Regions from separate parts of the Hordeum vulgare genome. Here regions 1, 2 and 4 are each linked to region 3. A link is a contact called in public Hi-C and HiChIP or PLAC-seq data. All regions are on one chromosome and are shown on one strand. Each heading gives the region's core, a stretch centred on a gene start, on an enhancer-like site or on the middle of the called end of the contact. The rest is flanking DNA. Distances are from core to core; before and after follow the strand shown. Region 1 holds the start of LOC123427084 (ankyrin-3). Region 2 holds the start of LOC123430455. Region 3 holds the start of LOC123427083 (protoporphyrinogen oxidase, mitochondrial). Region 4 holds the start of LOC123427080 (diacylglycerol lipase-beta-like).

Evidence for each region. Hi-C and Micro-C count contacts between places; a contact is called where the count stands out from the background. HiChIP or PLAC-seq counts read pairs in DNA pulled down with a chosen protein or histone mark.
Region 1: a Hi-C map of leaf shows a contact between it and region 3, with 5 times the contacts expected there. The contact joins the promoter of LOC123427084 here to the promoter of LOC123427083 in region 3. A contact is called at or near these places in 4 of 6 Hi-C or Micro-C datasets (leaf and seedling) and 1 of 1 datasets of contacts at active chromatin or transcription factors (embryo).
Region 2: a Hi-C map of leaf shows a contact between it and region 3, with 5 times the contacts expected there. The contact joins the promoter of LOC123430455 here to the promoter of LOC123427083 in region 3. A contact is called at or near these places in 4 of 6 Hi-C or Micro-C datasets (leaf, seedling and an unstated tissue).
Region 4: an H3K4me3 HiChIP or PLAC-seq map of embryo shows a contact between it and region 3, with 7 times the contacts expected there. The contact joins the promoter of LOC123427080 here to the promoter of LOC123427083 in region 3. A contact is called at or near these places in 2 of 6 Hi-C or Micro-C datasets (leaf and seedling) and 1 of 1 datasets of contacts at active chromatin or transcription factors (embryo).

The regions. Positions count from the first base shown.
Region 1 is chr2H:537,863,601-537,867,948 of MorexV3_pseudomolecules_assembly, reverse strand. It overlaps LOC123427084 (ankyrin-3), which reads right to left and starts at 2,986. Exons shown (of 4, transcript XM_045111037.1): 1 at 2,559-2,986. The coding sequence starts at 2,897.
Region 2 is chr2H:537,509,532-537,514,136 of MorexV3_pseudomolecules_assembly, reverse strand. LOC123430455 reads left to right here and starts at 1,775. Exons shown (of 1, transcript XM_045114327.1): 1 at 1,775-4,605. The coding sequence starts at 1,864.
Region 3 is chr2H:537,700,727-537,704,711 of MorexV3_pseudomolecules_assembly, reverse strand. LOC123427083 (protoporphyrinogen oxidase, mitochondrial) reads right to left here and starts at 2,233. Exons shown (of 17, transcript XM_045111035.1): 1 at 1,959-2,233; 2 at 1,736-1,871; 3 at 1,330-1,395; 4 at 1,171-1,221; 5 at 1,023-1,079; 6 at 670-755; 7 at 414-450; 8 at 241-306; 9 at 57-97. The coding sequence starts at 2,161. It overlaps LOC123427082 (U-box domain-containing protein 7-like), which reads right to left. Exons shown (of 6, transcript XM_045111034.1): 5 at 3,561-3,985; 6 at 2,347-3,417. The coding sequence ends at 2,505.
Region 4 is chr2H:537,488,172-537,492,416 of MorexV3_pseudomolecules_assembly, reverse strand. LOC123427080 (diacylglycerol lipase-beta-like) reads left to right here and starts at 2,144. Exons shown (of 13, transcript XM_045111031.1): 1 at 2,144-2,238; 2 at 3,400-3,538; 3 at 3,888-4,107; 4 at 4,194-4,245. The coding sequence starts at 3,439.

The DNA of each region.
Region 1 (4,348 bases), core at 1,737-4,236, 160 kb before region 3:
CGCACTGGGACGGACATGCGTCGGTGTCTTTGATGGCGCTTCCACGGAGGACGGAGAAGGTTGGCCGTCCTTGGCCTACTTGCCGGCTTGGGGCTCAGCATCTCAATCTCAAGGGGCTAGGTTTCATGGCGTGATCAAATACAGCTGGGGCGGTTTGGACGTATTGGATCAGCTAGCGTCCGGCATGTGCGGACGGCAGATGCGGACCGTGTGGTTCCGCTGAGCGAGCAGTGCCGGCCCGGATGAGCTCTAGCAGGTTTTGGGATCGGCTTCACGCTTACAAAACGCACGAGGTTCAGCCCTAAATTGTCTTGATCCGGAAGACCCAGCAGAGCAGAGTTGAGATGTGTTGCCTGCTCGGCCGCATCCCTTTTCCATGCTAGCGAGCCAAACGAAGAGCTCCAAACAAGCAAGATGCTGCAGCAAAGCATGCGCCTCTGGGACGAGGGCCACGCCGGCCATGGGACTCCTGTCCCTGGCGAATGGCGATGGCATTTATTGGCCTTGGAAGGGATCAGGGGAGAGTGCCGGTACCCATGCGCCGTGCGCTTTGCCTGCAAGGCAAAGACTACTGGTAGTAGGAGTACATGGCATGGCCGGCCGGGTGCGTGCTCCTGCTCGTGCTCGGCCCCGTCCATTGCAACCTACTCCCCTGTCAATCCCATTCAATGGAGTTGGCATAGCGCATCGGGGCCGCCCCATGACACCGGCGGATCAACCGGCCGGACACTGCAAGCCACGTAGATAGATCATGGATCTCACCTCGCCTCCACCTCCACCACCTGTTGCGAGACACACACGCCCTTAACCTCGTAGAGCAGAACGATCTTGCATGATTACGCGTGACAGGCACGTGAGGCCGTGATCAGTGATCAGGCCCAGGTGGCAACTACCAAAGGCCAAGGCATAGTACCATGGGATCCAACAAATCTGAGGATTACTGGAGTGTGCACTACACAAGACAAAGACACGGACGTAGGATGAACTGTGCTGGGACTCTGGGGGTCGAGGGGGACGGGACCCTGACCCTGAGTGAGGGGGTCACGTGATACCAACCCCGACCGCGCTCACGAGGGGGGAATATATTGGTTTCGGCCAAAGCGTTGAGGTTCAGAGGTTGAGCTCTTCCCTTTGCCTGTTTTGTAGAGTGGTAAACTTGATTAGCAGCACCACTGGACTGGAGTACCATCAACCGCTGGGCACCTGTGCTTTCGACTACTACTTACCTGATTCGTTATATTATCGGCAGCAGTAAACAAAGCACGGATGGGTCAGGGTTAAAGTCAAACCCATCTACCGTTGTCCCCCCAATTCGTCGCTAAAATACTCCATTACATCTCTCCCCAACGCAGCAGCGTGCGTAGCCTTGTGGACCAACCTCAGTTTTACTACTACAAAAAATGTACGTAGGAAATAATTTGTTTTGTAGGCAATGTACTGTACAGTAACATGTCAGGACGTATGTATGTATGTATATACGGTATGTCTAGACCTCGATCGATGCACATATATACTGTACACACACACACACGTATATCTAGGGCATGCTCCTACTAGAAGGCGTGTCCAGGAAGCTTCTCTGCGTAAGCTCCATGGCCGGCTCCATGCCCCCATCCGTTTCACGACTTGTATCATGGCAAGACAACAAAATGTGTCCGTACACGCATTAAAGAGGAACTGCAAACGCAAAGCACAGCATGGTCCCCATCGCAGCCATGCGGGTTGGTACTACTACTTGGTAGCCCCTCTTCGAGAAACTAATTGCAGAGAAATGGGTTGGAGCTCCTCAAGTGAAGACTGGCGAGGGAACACATGATTGGGGTCTGCAAAATATCTCGTAATGAATGTTCTTTATGTCTAATATAACTCCATTTTGGAGGGTAGGAAGTGATTAGTAGGAGGGGCCAGGCCGAGCGCGTAAATGAGATTTGAGAGGGGGGGCTGGCATGCGTGTCTAAACCTACACGAAAATGGGATTTGTCCTGGCGCGTGCATTTATATAGTAGACTGAACTATGATGAGCTCAAAGCTTTTTCATTTGGAATGGAACGGAAGTAGATGGCCAACCTTCTACTCCTATCTATCCATCAGGTACACTGAACTATGCGGGAGTACTACATGGATGAGATACAGACAGTGTGTTGTACTTGTAGTACATCCGTGAGTTGCCAGCGCCCGCTGAGACCATTCGAAAATGTTTTTTGAAAGTCTTCGCCGACTCGGTAAAGATAAAAGCGCAGCTAAGCTAGTCCGGCCTACGCCCTATGGCACTTCAAATTTTGAGCGGCGCACGCTCTCCATGTTTCCTTTCCTAGACTTATTTCTTCCAAGGTGAAAAATGTGTGTTTGGGTGTTCGATTGTACTAGTACTCTACAAATTATGGATGAAACGCCGGTCATAATAAGCCAAAACGGAGCTCGCATTCCTGGCTAAACGCATCAAAACCGACGGAAAAGCAGCATGGCCGTGCTCTCCAAACCGAAAAGCAGACGGGAAACGGCAGCAGAGCAAGTCCCAAAAACGACGAGAGCAGGGGAGGGAGGAGCCAAGCACTCACGAGCAGCGCGCGGACGAGCGCGACGTCCCCGTTGCCGGCGGCGAGGAAGAGCGGCGAGACGTCGGCGCGGATCTCCTCCCGCGACGCGCGCAGCTCGGCGGCGGCGCCCTCCCGCAGCGCCGCCTCCGCCACCCGGCGCGCGTCGAGCCACACCACCCCGGCGTAGTTCACGTCCGCGCGCCCGGACGCGAGCAGCTCGCCCGCCTCCCTGGAGTCGCCGCGCGCCACCGCCTCCACGAGCCGCTGGGAGGCCGCCGCCGCCGCGTCGGCCTGGTCCTCCGCCACCGGCCAGACCTGCCGGCCGCCGGCGATCGCCGCCGGGCGCAGCAGCACCGCCATTCTAGAAGCTTGCTCCTGTTGACGGACGGCGTACGGAGCTCCACTCTGCTTCGATCTCTTCCGTGTCTGTCTCTCGGCAGGGTGGGGAAGACTTGAAAGGGGGAGGGCGCGACGGGAGCTCGCCGAGGCGTCATATATAGTGGGCTCTTGATGGGGGTAAAGTAACTGCGCGGTGAATTGGGTGTGGGGGTCCACGAGTAAGTGTGATGCGCGGCTGATACGGGTGGGGTAGAGCGTGAATGAATATCACACGACCCTCGCGCGGCTTGGTTCCGGCTCAGGCTCAGGCTCCGGCTCAGGCTCGGCCCTGGATGAGAGAGAGAGAGTGTGTGACAAGTGGATCTGGTATATGTAAGATTTGGTGGTAATACGCTGTATAAGTTTTTTGGACTACGGCGTATAAGTTTTTTTAGTCTACGGACTTTAGAATATAGACATACTTTAGAGTATAAGTTTACTTATTTTTTTTATGTAATTTATAATAAAATCTTTAAAAAAATACTTATATTTCAAAATAGAGGGAGTATAAAGTTGAAGGTTTGGATGCCGTGTCGAGAGATTAGAACAAAACATGTGCTTTTCTTTGGACAAAATGGCAGCGCCAAAAGCGCCTTCATTGATATCAAGCATACATTACATGTGTGATAATACAATGTCTAATATTCATCTAAGTATTTTTGCAGGGTTAAGGGAATTTCATTGCTCAACAAGGAGGGAGGTTGCCGTGGTTTGTCACGGCAGATGTCCTTCTGAGAGGACTTAGTGATGGGGGCATCGCAACCATGTGGCGACTCAAAGGGGTTATAGGGAGCAAGAGACGATTTTAACGAGGTTCGGCCTCTCTCATCGAGGTAAAATCTTACGTCCTGCTTTGTGTATAATTATGTGCAAATCGATTACAAGGGTGCGGATTCGTCTGGCCTAGCTCTCAATTAGTGATAACTTAACCCTATCAGACCTAGAGATCCGTCTTTATATACAGGTCGAGGCCCTAGGATTACAAGAGTTCGGGTCACGTATAATTCGTGACTTGACATATCTTTAACTCGCCTTACTTTTATCGCAAGGAAACTTCTCGAGGCCCTTCTTCTATATGGGCCATAAGTCGTCATCTTTATGTCTTGGGCTACAACCGGCTCTTCTGGCTTCACCTTGTGCCTTGTGCTTGATAAGTCATGGCCCGTCTTGAACATGAATGTTTGAGCCGCCATCATCTTGACCCGGCCTCTTAGGAGGGTCTCATGGCGGGATAATATCTCCAACATTAGGCCTTAGATTGACTTGAACTCGTTCACGTTTATAAACCTTTCTCGTATTCTTGGCGGCTCACACATAATCCAAACTTGTCTTCCAATGGAAGAAACATCGGCTTGTAATATCCTTTTGGTCTCCTCTTCCATTTGTTGATGATGTCAGCTATCCCGAGATGTTAGGGATCTTTATGGCATCAC
Region 2 (4,605 bases), core at 526-3,025, 190 kb after region 3:
GATTCGAGCGCCTCCCACAAGTCCTTGGCAACATGCATATGTAAATATGCATCAACCAGCTTATCTCCGATCACGCTAATGACTGCTCCAAGGAATAGGACGGTGGCCTCCTTAAACATCTTCTCCTGTTCAAGAGTGATAGTTTTCGTAGGAGTGACACCGGCTACCCAGAACACGTTCATAGCCGTGAGCCATAAGGTGGTTCTCGTTTGCCAACGCTTGAAAAAGGTACTGGTAAACTTATCCGGTTTCAGTGCAGCAGCAAAACCATTACTCGAAAAATTCCTACACAAATTAGGTTTTTGGATTGTTGAGGAAATAGGCAATTTTCTGAGTAGATTAATCCATGAAATAATTACGAACATGGCATTGAGTAGGTTCATGACATACTGATCACGGAGTATACTAGCAAGTACTACGCATATAGCAGAAACATCTACGCATATAGGCAGTATTACTAGTGCATACAGAAACAGGGGAGAGATAAACATATCATACCCTCCGATCGGCCAATTGGTCATAGCAGCAGTGGTGGCGGCGGCAGTATCCTCTGTCGCCTTCTTCTCGGCTTCGGCCTTCTCGCGGACGAGACGGTCAGCTTCGCTTGGTGAAGACATGGCGATGACGAGGACGACGCGGACGTAGACGAAGCAGACGGACGGAGGCGAGCAGTCGCGTGATCGCTCCCCAAAAACCTAATCGCCCCTCTCCCGTACAGGAACCGGAGAGGCGAGGTTTCGGAGGCCTGCTCTCCCGTCGACCGTGTACGTGGTAAACGGGACGGAGTCGCCGGCGGCAGCAGGAGCAAAAGGAACGAACGCGTGAGGCAGATGTGATCTGGTTCTCGTATCGGCTAGGGTAGGCGATAGCCTGCTTATAAAGACGGCTGGGTGGAGAGACGTGGGCCGAACCCACGTCCGAGTCGGTAACAGCCCACGATCCGACGTCTTGGATCGTGCCGTGTCCGTTACGTATTCTCCGTTCCTGACCGGCAAAAATAAGCGCGTATATATGAGCTTGGCTCATTCACGCAACCCGCGCCGCGTCGGGACGGGGCGGGCGGCGGAGGAGGAGTGCGCGAGGGCACCTTCTCTTCTCACTCTCCAATAGCATGTGGAAGAGAGACCCTTATACAGGGGTCCAACTTCTCCTCCACTAGCGGGGTGGGACTAAACTTCCCACCACCTTGTCATGCCACCACCTACATGGGCCCTTGGAGATTTTTCTGAAATTTGTCTTATGGGCCTAAGGCCCATCTCCAATTTCAACATAATTGTCCTTAATTTGCCTTTTTTGGCACATTACCTTGAAACCAATACTTTAGTCAACCTGTCAAAGGGTTCTTCCTCAAAAGATAAAGGAGAATGTTTCAAGGATAATAAAAGAACAGAGAAAGATACAAAGAAGAATAGCAAGAGACACGTAACCAGAATCCACCAGAAAACCAAGTGGTGACTAACCTCCGGTGATTTGGAGAATTTAGGTGGAAACTGAACCCTGCTGGTAGGGAGTGATTTCTGATCAGTTGGGCACATATATCTAGAAACTAACCTGCCACATGTTTAGCCTGTTGGCTTAAACAGATAATGTAACATATGCATTACATTTTGAGTGCTAATGGTTTTCCGTGTTGGTAACAATAGCTGAAAAATATTACTTCCTTTTAAAAAAATTAATTTTTTTAGGGTGGCAAGAAAGTGACAGTTGTTTTTTTGTTGCTTGTTTATATAGGGCTTCTGTTTTAGAGTCTACACATGAAATTTCTTAATCATAATTCTGTGTTTTGCAGGTTGACAAGTTACTTTTTTGGTCTACTGTTTGTCCTTTGTTATCTGGAAGTAGTATATCTCACTTCATACTACTATGAATCTCCATACTGAGTGCCAACAACAACAACTGTGTGGCTCAAACTCTGCAAGGCCACAAACATTTTGGACCATCTGTCCAACTTGTGGCACCAAATATCAGTACCACCATGCAATCTTGATGAAATTTGTCCGCTGCCAGAATTGCTCGAAGCCCTTTATAGCACATGTTTCAACTGAGCAACCTGCTCCTTCTGGTCCAGATCAACAGTTTGCTGGTGTGTGGAAAAATGCTGGAGTATTTTTAGAAACTAGATCGCTTCAGAAGTTCGAACCTGGGCAGGTCTGGGCTCTGTACAGTGACAAAGTTAAGTGTCCCAACTGCTATGCCTTGATACAGAACATTGATCTCAAGAACAATAAAGTGCATGCAAGATGGCTGGAAGTTTGTCCTGATGGGGAGGTGGAGAAAAGATTGGTAGAAGATCGAACTGTCGGGTGTGGAACCTACAGGGTTTCCACCACCCGCGGCATTATGATTTACACCGACACGAAACAGTTTTCTCATCCTGTACATGCCATATTCACTGGTAGGAGGAACTCTTATGAAATATATCCTAGGAAAGGTGAAGTTTGGACCCTTCTCAAGGGATGGGATATTTGTTGGAGTTCAGATGCCCACGACCAAAAGAACTACAAGTATGAAGTTGTTCAGGTCCTCTCTGATTTCACGACAGGCACCAGCATCTCTGTCATTCCGCTTGTAAAGATAAAAGTCTTTATTAGCTTATTTATGCAGTCTAAAGAGGCCACTCCATACCTGATACCTCAGGAGGACACAGTATGGTTCTCACATTGCGTTCCGTATCGTCTGATGAGTGGAGCTGAAAGCGAAGGCATTCCAGAAGGATCTTTGGAGCTTGACCCTACAGCACTTCCCCTTAACTTGGAAGAAGCTCTTGCCTGTGTTGTTCCAGAAAAGAACAGTTCACCGAAAGGCCCGGGGTTTGATGCCAAGTATGCTGGCTCGTCTAGTGGGAATAATTCTGACATGGGATCCATGAGGGTTGTGGAGAAGGAACATGTTGCATGCACGAATGCAGGGATCTTTACAGAGACACAAACGGTTGAGAACATACAACATGACACTCCATTTTCTGTAGGAGGTACAGATGTTGATGAGCTATCTGATCATATTGTCCAAGCGAAAGTATTATGTCCTGAATTTTTTGACTTTGACCAACTTAGAGGTGTAAATCAGTTTAGAGTGAACCAGGTCTGGGCTGTCTATGATAGTCGAAGCGGTATGCCAAGATCTTATGCTCGAATTACAAAGGTAAAGAGGGCCCCCAAGTTTACGGTACACTTTGTTTGGCTGGAGTTTGATCCCAGAAATAAAGAGGAGCTGGCTTGGTCTTGTGGGGAACTGCCTGTTGCTTGTGGACAATTTAGGCGTGGAAGGTCGGAAACAGCTCAAGAAACTTGCATGTTCTCTCATACTATTTCCTGTCAGAAAATCAAGATGAGAAACTCTTATGATATATATCCTAGGAAAGGTGAAGTTTGGGCCCTTTTTAAGGGATGGGACATCGGTTGGAGTTCAGATGCTGTCAACCACACAAACTATGAGTATGAAGTTGTTCAAGTTGTCTCTGATTTCACAACAGGAACTAGCATCATCGTCATGCCGCTTGTAAAAATAAAAGGTTTCGTCAGCTTATTTATGCAATCAAGAGAGGAAAGTGCGTACCAGATACCGCGGGATAATACACTGAGGTTTTCACATTGTGTCCCTCACCATCTGATTTGTGGAACTGAAAGAGAAGGCATTCCACAAGGAAGTCTTGAACTCGATCCTGCAGCACTTCCCCTTCATTTGGAAGAGGCCTTTCCTTCTGTTGTCCCAGAAAAATGTCGGGCCAAATGCCAGGAGTTTGATGCCAAATGTCGTGGTTCATCGAGTGGAGATCACTTTGGCAAGGGATCCATTATGGCTGGAGAGAAGCAAGATGCGACATGCATGAACACATGGATGTTTGCAAAGATGCCAAAAGAAGAGAAGAGAGAGCATAAAACCACACATGTCGGTGAGGAATCTGATGGCATTGTCCGAGCAGCATACGAATGTCCCAATTCAGAGTTCTATGAATTTTCAGAAACAAGACTGCTTCACAAGTTCGAACCTGGGCAGATCTGGGCCATCTACAGCGACATCGGTAAGTTCCCCAATTACCATGCCTTCATAGAGAATGTTGATCTCAAGAACAACAAAGTACAAGCAAGATGGCTTGATGTGTGTCCCCAGGGAGAGGAGGAGAGAAGACTGGTGACAGAAGATCGGACTGTGGGCTGCGGAACCTTCAAGGTTTCCACTGTGCAGGCTCTTATGACCTACACCGGTGCAGAAATAGCAGAAAGTTTTTCTCATCTTGTGCTTGCTAGACCAACTGGCAGGAGAAGCGAATATGAAATCACCCCTCGCCTTGGCGAGGTTTGGGCCGTTTACAAGGGCTGGAAGGCTGGATGGACCGCACACGATTTTAGTAGCTGTGACTATGAACTGGTGGAGGTATTCTACCATACAAATTCGTCCATGCGGGTTCGGCTGTTGAGAAAGGTTGATGGTTACAGGGCAGTGTTTACAAGGGACACAACTGTGGAGACGATAGGTAAGGATGAGTACCTGAAGTTCTCTCACCAGATCCCTTTCTTCCATCTGACAAATGAACGAGGAGGCAAGCTTCGGGGCTGTTTGGAGCTCGATCCTTATTCCGTGTCAGAGGAGTTTCTCCTAACTGAT
Region 3 (3,985 bases), core at 984-3,483:
AGTGTAGAAGTGAGAATAGATCACCGCTAGCAAATAAAATAAATATACAAACTTACTTTTTTTCTAAATTCCATAACCCCGGAAATGCATGACGAATCTGCAAAAGACGGTTGTTACTTAAAGCCAGCACAGTTAATTGACAAGGTGATATGGTCTGGACTAATAATTATTAGATTATCAACATTAAGCACACGGAAAAGCTCATATGCTGTTTGCACACATAACACAGTAGTAACTTACAGATAATGACTCGGGATCTCCTGCACTTGTTCCAGCTACAAATGGATCAATAAGATAGTCAACAACCTGTAACCAACATGGAAGTTCTTAGCTATGGCTGGTTATGATGTGAGCTGAAGAGCTTATAACTGTATATGATTAAATTATTGATGAGTTGTAAGGAAAGAGCTCACCTCTTTCCCAAAATGGCGTTCAAAAAAACTCCCAACGCTGTAAAGTTGTCAAAAAAGGAATATTCAATTATCTCCTTTAAACAAATAATACATACTACAAACCCTACGTAAAACCGCAAGCAGGTGAGGATTAAGGAACACTGGAGTGCTAGACAGCCTCTCAAAACCTAAACACTTCATACGGAAGGTAACCATTTATTATTTTGATAGCATTTGGCATCTACACCAATGCAAAACACCAAGTGTGAAGGTTCACCTCTCGCGCAAATGCTCGTCAGACACTTTTTTGGAGTTCCTTGTGCTAGATTTTTCATAGAGAAATGGTTCCAGAAATAACTTGAACTGCAAGGGTAAGAAAGAATTCAGAGCAGAATCAAATTTGAAAGAAAAAGATCTGGAGAATCTACAAATTGTCAATTAGTTACTGAAACCAGCTAATTCAGGTCTGGTAGTGGGCATTAGCAATAGCAAACGATAAAACGTTTGTATTTGTTATGCATTCCAATCTATCAGTGGTACTGGCAATAAATAACTCATTTGAAAGGGGTTAGTGTGCCATGTAGCATGTACTGTAGGCTGAAGCAGATAGTATTAAATAGAAGGGTATACCTTTGATTTCGTAGAAAGAACAGTGCTTTTCATTAGCGCAATGGGATCTGAAGGAATCTTATGGAACAACAAGGAGAAGACTCAAAGGTGAGCTACAATAAGAAAAAACAGAAAAGAAGATGCATGATCACATGGAAACCCTATTTACCAGTGCTGGCGCCCCATCCTTAACGGTGTAACGCTTGTGCTGGGAGTTAGGCTGAAACAGACATTGAACTTATAAGGTAATATATTGATGGGAACAATTTACAGACAACAATACAGAATGCAGACATATTAATTATTCGAAGATAGCATTGGCACATACATACTGCAGTCTGTCCTGAAGACCAAGATCGTCGATTAGCCTACTAGCCTCCAGTGCACTTTCTGTCTGCAGGTAACAGAACCAATTTATTTCATCAGCTAATCTGCCAGCTTCCATGTCAGTTTTGAGTTCTAATAACGAGAAGAGTGCATGCCCCACCGAGAGACCAACTGCACACACAAACACATGCTTCTTCCATTTCAATTTTGAATCCTAATAAGGAGAAGAGTACATGTACATGCCCCACCAAGAGACCAACTGCCCACACGAGCAATTGCTACAACGAGCACTACGCCAATAATGTAGACAGGTCGCTCAACTCGCTCCAGCCTTCGCCACAATCCGTGGCATACAGAGACAGCGACGCACAGCACCACAGGTTATTAACAAACAGAGATGGGCTCACCATGGTGTTGGCTCCTTCGTCCCAGAGGAATCCGCCGTCGGAGTTGGTCCGTATCTTCCCTCCCGCGCGGTCTTCCGCCTCGAACACGGTGACCCGCACGCCGCTCTTCCTCAGCATGTACGCCGCCACGAGCCCACTGCACGGACCCACCATTCCGTCAAACACCTCGCGTGCGCGAGCGCAGGACCACCCGAGAACTCGGCTTGAAATCGCGTGGCCTCACCTGACGCCGGCGCCGACGACGGCGACCGACCTGGCGCGGGGGTCGTCGGAGGCGGCCATGGCGAGCACGGGGCGGACGCGGCGCCCTCGCCCGCGCGCGGACGCGGACGCGGAGCGACGGGGCCGGGACGGGGAGGCGAAGCGGGCGGGAGCGTGGGACGAGCAGGAGGAGGAGGAGGGGGGAGCGGTGGCGGAAGTGAGCATTTGATTCGGGGTTTGGATGGGGAGGGGAGTCGCCCGTCGCCTTTCTCCGTTGCTGTCGTGTCGCCGATCGGAGCCGCGGAGTAGTAGGTGGCAGGGTGGGTAGACTAGTCTAGTCAGTGGGTCGAAACCGGAGGCGGCGCCTTGGTTGTGCCACGACGCCTTCGCTATGCAAATCGGCTGTTCCGGGAGCACTAAAATCATTTTTACTCGGACGGGCGGTCCCGGTTGAACGTCTGTACGATTTGGCTAGTTGTAATTACACATGGAGCTTTTCCTCACGGGCACATACATTTTTGGTGAATGTGACGATGCCGCACGAAAATAGAGAGAGCATAAGACGGTGTTACAGTTTACACCTGTCGCCGCCGCCTTTCATCGTCCACTTCTTGATGAGGCAGGTGATGACCCTGGCCAGCCGCTTGGACTTGGACCTGCTCAGCCGCGACGCCGGCCTCCTGCCCTCGCCGCTCTGCTCGGAAGCCGCCGTCTTCCCTGCGTCCGCCTCTGCTGCCGCGGCCGCCTCCTCCTCCTCCTGTTGCTGCTGCTGCTGCTCCTGCTGCGCGGCGGCCTGGCTGGCCAACTCCAACAGCTGCACCCGCGGCTGCTGCTGCTCCAGCTCGCGCTGCCGCTGCTCCCGGAACAGCCGGAGCAGCTTCTGCGCCTTGTCCTTGGCCTTGCCCGTGCCGTTCGCCGTCAGGGACACCAGCGCGGGGATCACGCCCTCCTGCAGCACCGTCTGGCTGCACCCCTCGTCGCCGTTGCAGATCATCCACAGGCACGACACCGCCTTCTCCTGCTCCGCCGCCTCCCCGTTGTCCAGGATGAACACGATGTCGCCCACGATGGCCTGGTTCGCCGCGATCTCCTTCTTCCCGGGCCAGGTCAGCGCCAGGTTGATCAGCACGGCCAGGGCCTTGTCTGTCCACGACGACGACGACGACGACGACGGCGCCAGGACGGCGTGGATGCTCTGGACGATGCCCGACGACAGGAGCGGCGGGATGTTGGGCGCGTGCAGGGACAGGTTGTACAGCGTCAGGAGCGCGTCCAGCCGGCAGGTGCCGCTACGGTAGCCTTCTTCTTGCACGCACCTGATCAGGACATGGATGACTTCGCTCGAGCCGATGATGGCCTGCGCCTCCTCCAGACAAGAGAGGTTGAGGTACATCGCCACCGCTGCCTCGCAGGTCTCCGGTTTCTGTATCATCTGCTCCATCAGGGGGATAACTCCAGCTGAGAGCAGCTGCTGCTTGTTCCTACAAGGCAGACATGGAGCTGAAATGATCAGGCCAAAGAACTGAGCTAAGATCATCTACCTATGCTTGTTGCAAAGAGCCTTTTCTCTGACACTATGATTAGATGGAGTACGTAGAATGATCTACATTTGATATATATATACCTGTTATTGCTGACAGCAAGGTTGAAAAGAGCCATCGTTCCGACCTCCTGAGATTGCACGTCTTCTCTGCTGAGAGCCATCTTCAGGAAGCAGGTGAGTGGCTCAGTAATACCATTAGCACCCACATAGTCCCTGAGCTCATCATCATCCTTCAACTGGAACCTGACCTGCTCGACCACCTCACGCTGCTCATCGATGCACTCACTGCCCTTGTTTAGCACACGCAGCCAGCGTTCACATCTCTCGGGTGTAGCCTCCACAGGGTTATTCTGAAAAGAGCACTTCTCCACCGAGACCTCCTCTTCTTCTTCGCATGTCTCAGATGTCGACTCCCTGGAATTTTGGCTAGAGCACTTCTCCAAAGCAACGTCGGTCTTGAACTTGTCGTCTTTTCCGTCTTTTGCGCCCGCGTCTTCAAACAAAAC
Region 4 (4,245 bases), core at 895-3,394, 210 kb after region 3:
CAACAACACCTTGTTCATAATCAGAAGACACTGACTATCTTTGATCAACTGGCTAGCCAGCTAGAGGCTTGCTAGGGACAGTGTTTTGTCTATGTATCCACACATGTAAATGAGTCTTCATTCAATACAATTATAGCATGGATAATAAACGATTATCTTGATACAGGAATTATAATAATAACTATATTTATTATTGCCTCTAGGGCATAATTCCAACATTCATTCAATACAATTATAGCATGGATAACAAATGATTATCTTGAAACATGAAATATAATAATAAATATTTTATAATTGCCTCTAGGGCATATTTCCAACACCTCTAGCGCCCTTGGTTCCTCGGTTTATATAGACACTTGAGGATACATAGGGTTTACATAACGTCTGTTCTAGCAAAGGGGGCGAACATGCCGAGGACTACCTCCACGCTTGGAGTATACACCAAGTCTTCGTGTCATTCCTTCTTGATGTTCCCTGGCCCACACGAACGAGGCCAAACACTAATACACATGGGGGGGTGGGCTCAACCTAACTTAAAGGACATGTAACCAACATGCCGAGCATCCCCTAGTCAAGGGCTCCGTCACACCTCTCTTCCCTCGCTTGTAGTCATGGTCAACTCTCGATCGAGTGACCGGGATCTAGGGTCATCATCCACCTCGCGCACCTTCTAAAACCGGGCTTCAAAGATTTCACACTTCTTCCGCACCGAATCACTGCAAAATAGTTTGCCATCCTTTCCCCTATGACCTTCTATCCACGCATCCACGATATGGACCTCGTCACTGGGACGCTCCATCGCCTCCAAGAGAAAGCATCATGCTTAATAAATGGAGACACTTGGCAAAAAACAACACTCGACATAAGTCCATGACCCGTTTGTCTGACGGATAGCCACAAGGCAACCTCTTATTCGCTGTATTTTATCGAGTAGAGGAACACGACAAAACCAAGATCTGTGTATAAGGGACCACACCATTATTAGAAGAGTGGACATGTTCCTATTCGTTGTCTTTTCCTAGAGCTTCCACTCGGCAAAATGCAAAACTCGGCATAAGGTGGTCGGACGACTATCAGATAGTCGTTCACATGGCTGCCTCCTATTCGTTAGTGTTTGCCGAGAGTATAATATAGCATGCTTGGCAAAGATATGCCACATTGTCGTCTCCGTCCAAAGGTCGTTAAGTCACTTTATTTTGCTCACAATCTGCCTTTGGTTCTTAGCAAACAGTATGTCGAATGCCCGACATACGACTCTCAATAAAGTTTTGTTTGAATGAGGAGTTTACCTCTTATGCCTTTTGCTGAGAATGTGTTGTCAATTATTTTTGTCCTTAATAAGTTAGCGAGGACTCTCAGCAAATTTAGATATACAAGAAACTCAGGGAGTAAAATTCATGAAGAATGCATTTTGGGTGTGTGCTGAAGGAAAAAATAATCACAGAAATCGTTTCTTGAGTTGGACGCATGGTGGTGGTCCTGCTCGCCGATCATGAGCCTGTGATCTCCACCAACTCCAAGAGTCCAGCCATAATAAACGGCAGAAAAAGAAATTCCGACGCAACTGCCAGTCAGCAACAATCATCAGCTCAAGCTAGCCTCAACCTCGGAAACGTCCCCGGAAGGAAGCAATTCAGCAGGCGGACGCCGACTGTTTCCCCCCTCCCCCGGTCTCCCGGTTTCTATTTCCGTCCCCAACCACCCGCGACCCCCGCTTTCCATGGCCGCCGCGGCCGGATGATGTCTAGAAAGCCGCTCCTCCCCTGCCGCGGGCCCGCAGCCACCCCTCCCGCGCAGCTCCTCCTCCCAATCCGACGCCTCCTGCTCCTCCCCCTCCCCCGCCGCCGCTCCTCCCCGCCGCCGCCGTCCGACCGGCGGAGGCCCGCCATGGCCGGCGCCGGCCAGCCCGCGGCCCCCGCGGCGGCGGCGGCGGCCGGCGCCGGGGCCGGGGCCACCTCCTTCCGGGTCGGCATGGTGCGGGTCGTCTCGTTCCTCGTCGGCGGCCTCAACTGTGCCGTGCTGCTGCTCGGCCTCTACCTCGTCGACGCCGCGCTACCGCCCGGCTGCGGCTGGGGCCTCGCGCTCGCCGCCGTGCCCGCCATGGCCGCCGTCCGGGTGCTCGCGATGCTCGGCGCCGCGCGGGCCCAGCACGCCACCGCGGACGCCATTGCTCGCCGCCACCTCGACGAGGGCGCCGCCTCCGTCGCCGAGGACGCCGTGGCCCGCCACGAGATCAGGGTGAGAGACTCGATCATCAAGCTCCTGTTGCTGGTTTGGTAGATTACACCTTTCTGGTGCCTGGTAGGTGTCCCCACATAAGTAGGATCCTTTCTGGTAGCTGTAGGTGCATTCCAGATTGCATTATTCGGGTGATTTTACCTAGATTTCGATTGCTTAAAACACAGACCCATGGGGTTTCTATGCATCTGTGGATGGTTATGGTTCAGGATAGTTTCAGCTGGCGTTGCGTTGCTTCGGTCATTCTTATGAATTAGCTTAGTCGTGATTTGTAAGGTGGGTTTGATGCGATTGTGGTGTAACTGATGTAATATATCGGATGGCAATGCTGCTACGATGGTGTGGCTTTGCATGAGCTTACAGTCTGGTACTCCTCTAGTGATAGAAACCAGACAATAATGAAGCTGCAGTTTGTGGTTTTAGTTGAGCTTACAGTCTGTTAAGAACGTAATTTGATGCACAAGTTTGACAGGACTGGTAATTTTGAAATATTCTTGATGAATGATAATGTATTATTGAGGATTGTGGTACCCAACTTTGTTGTTGAACACAAGTGCACAAGATTATGTAGATTCATAATTCACTCATGCTCGCGTTGTTAACATGTTTTCCCACCAAACTCTTCCAGAACAATGCTAACAGACCGAGCATTCCATGTTGAGGCTCGCCAATGAATTATCTATATTTATACTCCCTCCGTTCCATAATGTAGTGCGTATAGATTTTCTGAAAAGTCAAACTTTGAAAACTTTGACCAAGTTTATACAGAAAACTATTTTTATCTACAATACCAAATATATAAAATATGAAACTACACCTTATGATGATTCTATTGATATATGTTTGGCATTCTAAATGTAAATATTCTTTTTTTCACAAACTTAGTCAAACCTAAGGTTTGACTTTTCAAAAAATCTATATACACTACATTATAGAATGGGGGGAGTATTCAGTTTTCCATGTTTACACTCTGTCGGAGATAATAGGGCGGATATGAAGGGACAAAAAAGAAGAGCTAAAGGAATTAAGAAAATAAGTAACAGTTTATCATATAGTTGGGATATGAACATTTCTGAAAATATGGTTGTTTAACTTGAATTATCCGAGAAGAGTATGTTTTCTACCTGTTTATCATATTGCCACTTCCATTTTGCTGAACAGGTGAGGTATAAACGCTGGTTGTGGTGGACTAGATTTGGTATGGCTGTTGGTGCATTGCAGCTGGTTGGGGCAATTTATCTCATGTTTGTCATTGTGAGTGATCTTCCCAACGAAAGAAGACCCACGTCCTGTTTCTTTGGTATGTTCGAGTTGGTTGATATCAGTTATCAGTTGTATATTCTAGCTTTGAATCTAGCCCTTTCAAGACTTTGTTTGCTGTAAGCTCACTGCCAAGTAAACCTTGTTCACATAGAACATGTGTTGAATATATTTGTTTGGATTTTCTACCTGATTTTTTTAGTTGAACAGTACAAACGGCATGCTACTTACGTTTTGTTGCAATTGGTGTCAATGTGAATATACTGAATAATATTATGCATTTTGAGGAGGACTTTATATTTTATTCAGCGTCCACTTGCCTAATTTTTCTTTGCTTCCATATGTCTATCTTGTGCTCCAATAATTAGTTTGCCTTACTTGTAATCTAGGACAGGATGGAGCTGAGCAGGTCTCCAGACGAGCATTAATTGCTTTGTTTCTTATCCTTTCCTGGGTTGTGGTCGTCCTTCAGTGCTTCACGGGTTCTGATGTACTGAGATGGCGATCATTCTATGCGACCCATGATATGGCATGGAAAGCTCATTACAGGGAAGTGTTTGATCATGGAATTCGTGAGGCTTTGTGCTGCTTAGGACGTGCAAAGTATATGTAAGTCTATATCCAGTCATTTTACACTGTGAGGTTTCAACACTAATATATCTGTTTACTCTAGTTCCTCTTATGTGCTGATTTAGGACTGTATTGGAAGAAGATGAGGTATATTCTGTGGCAAGACTTCTGGGTGAA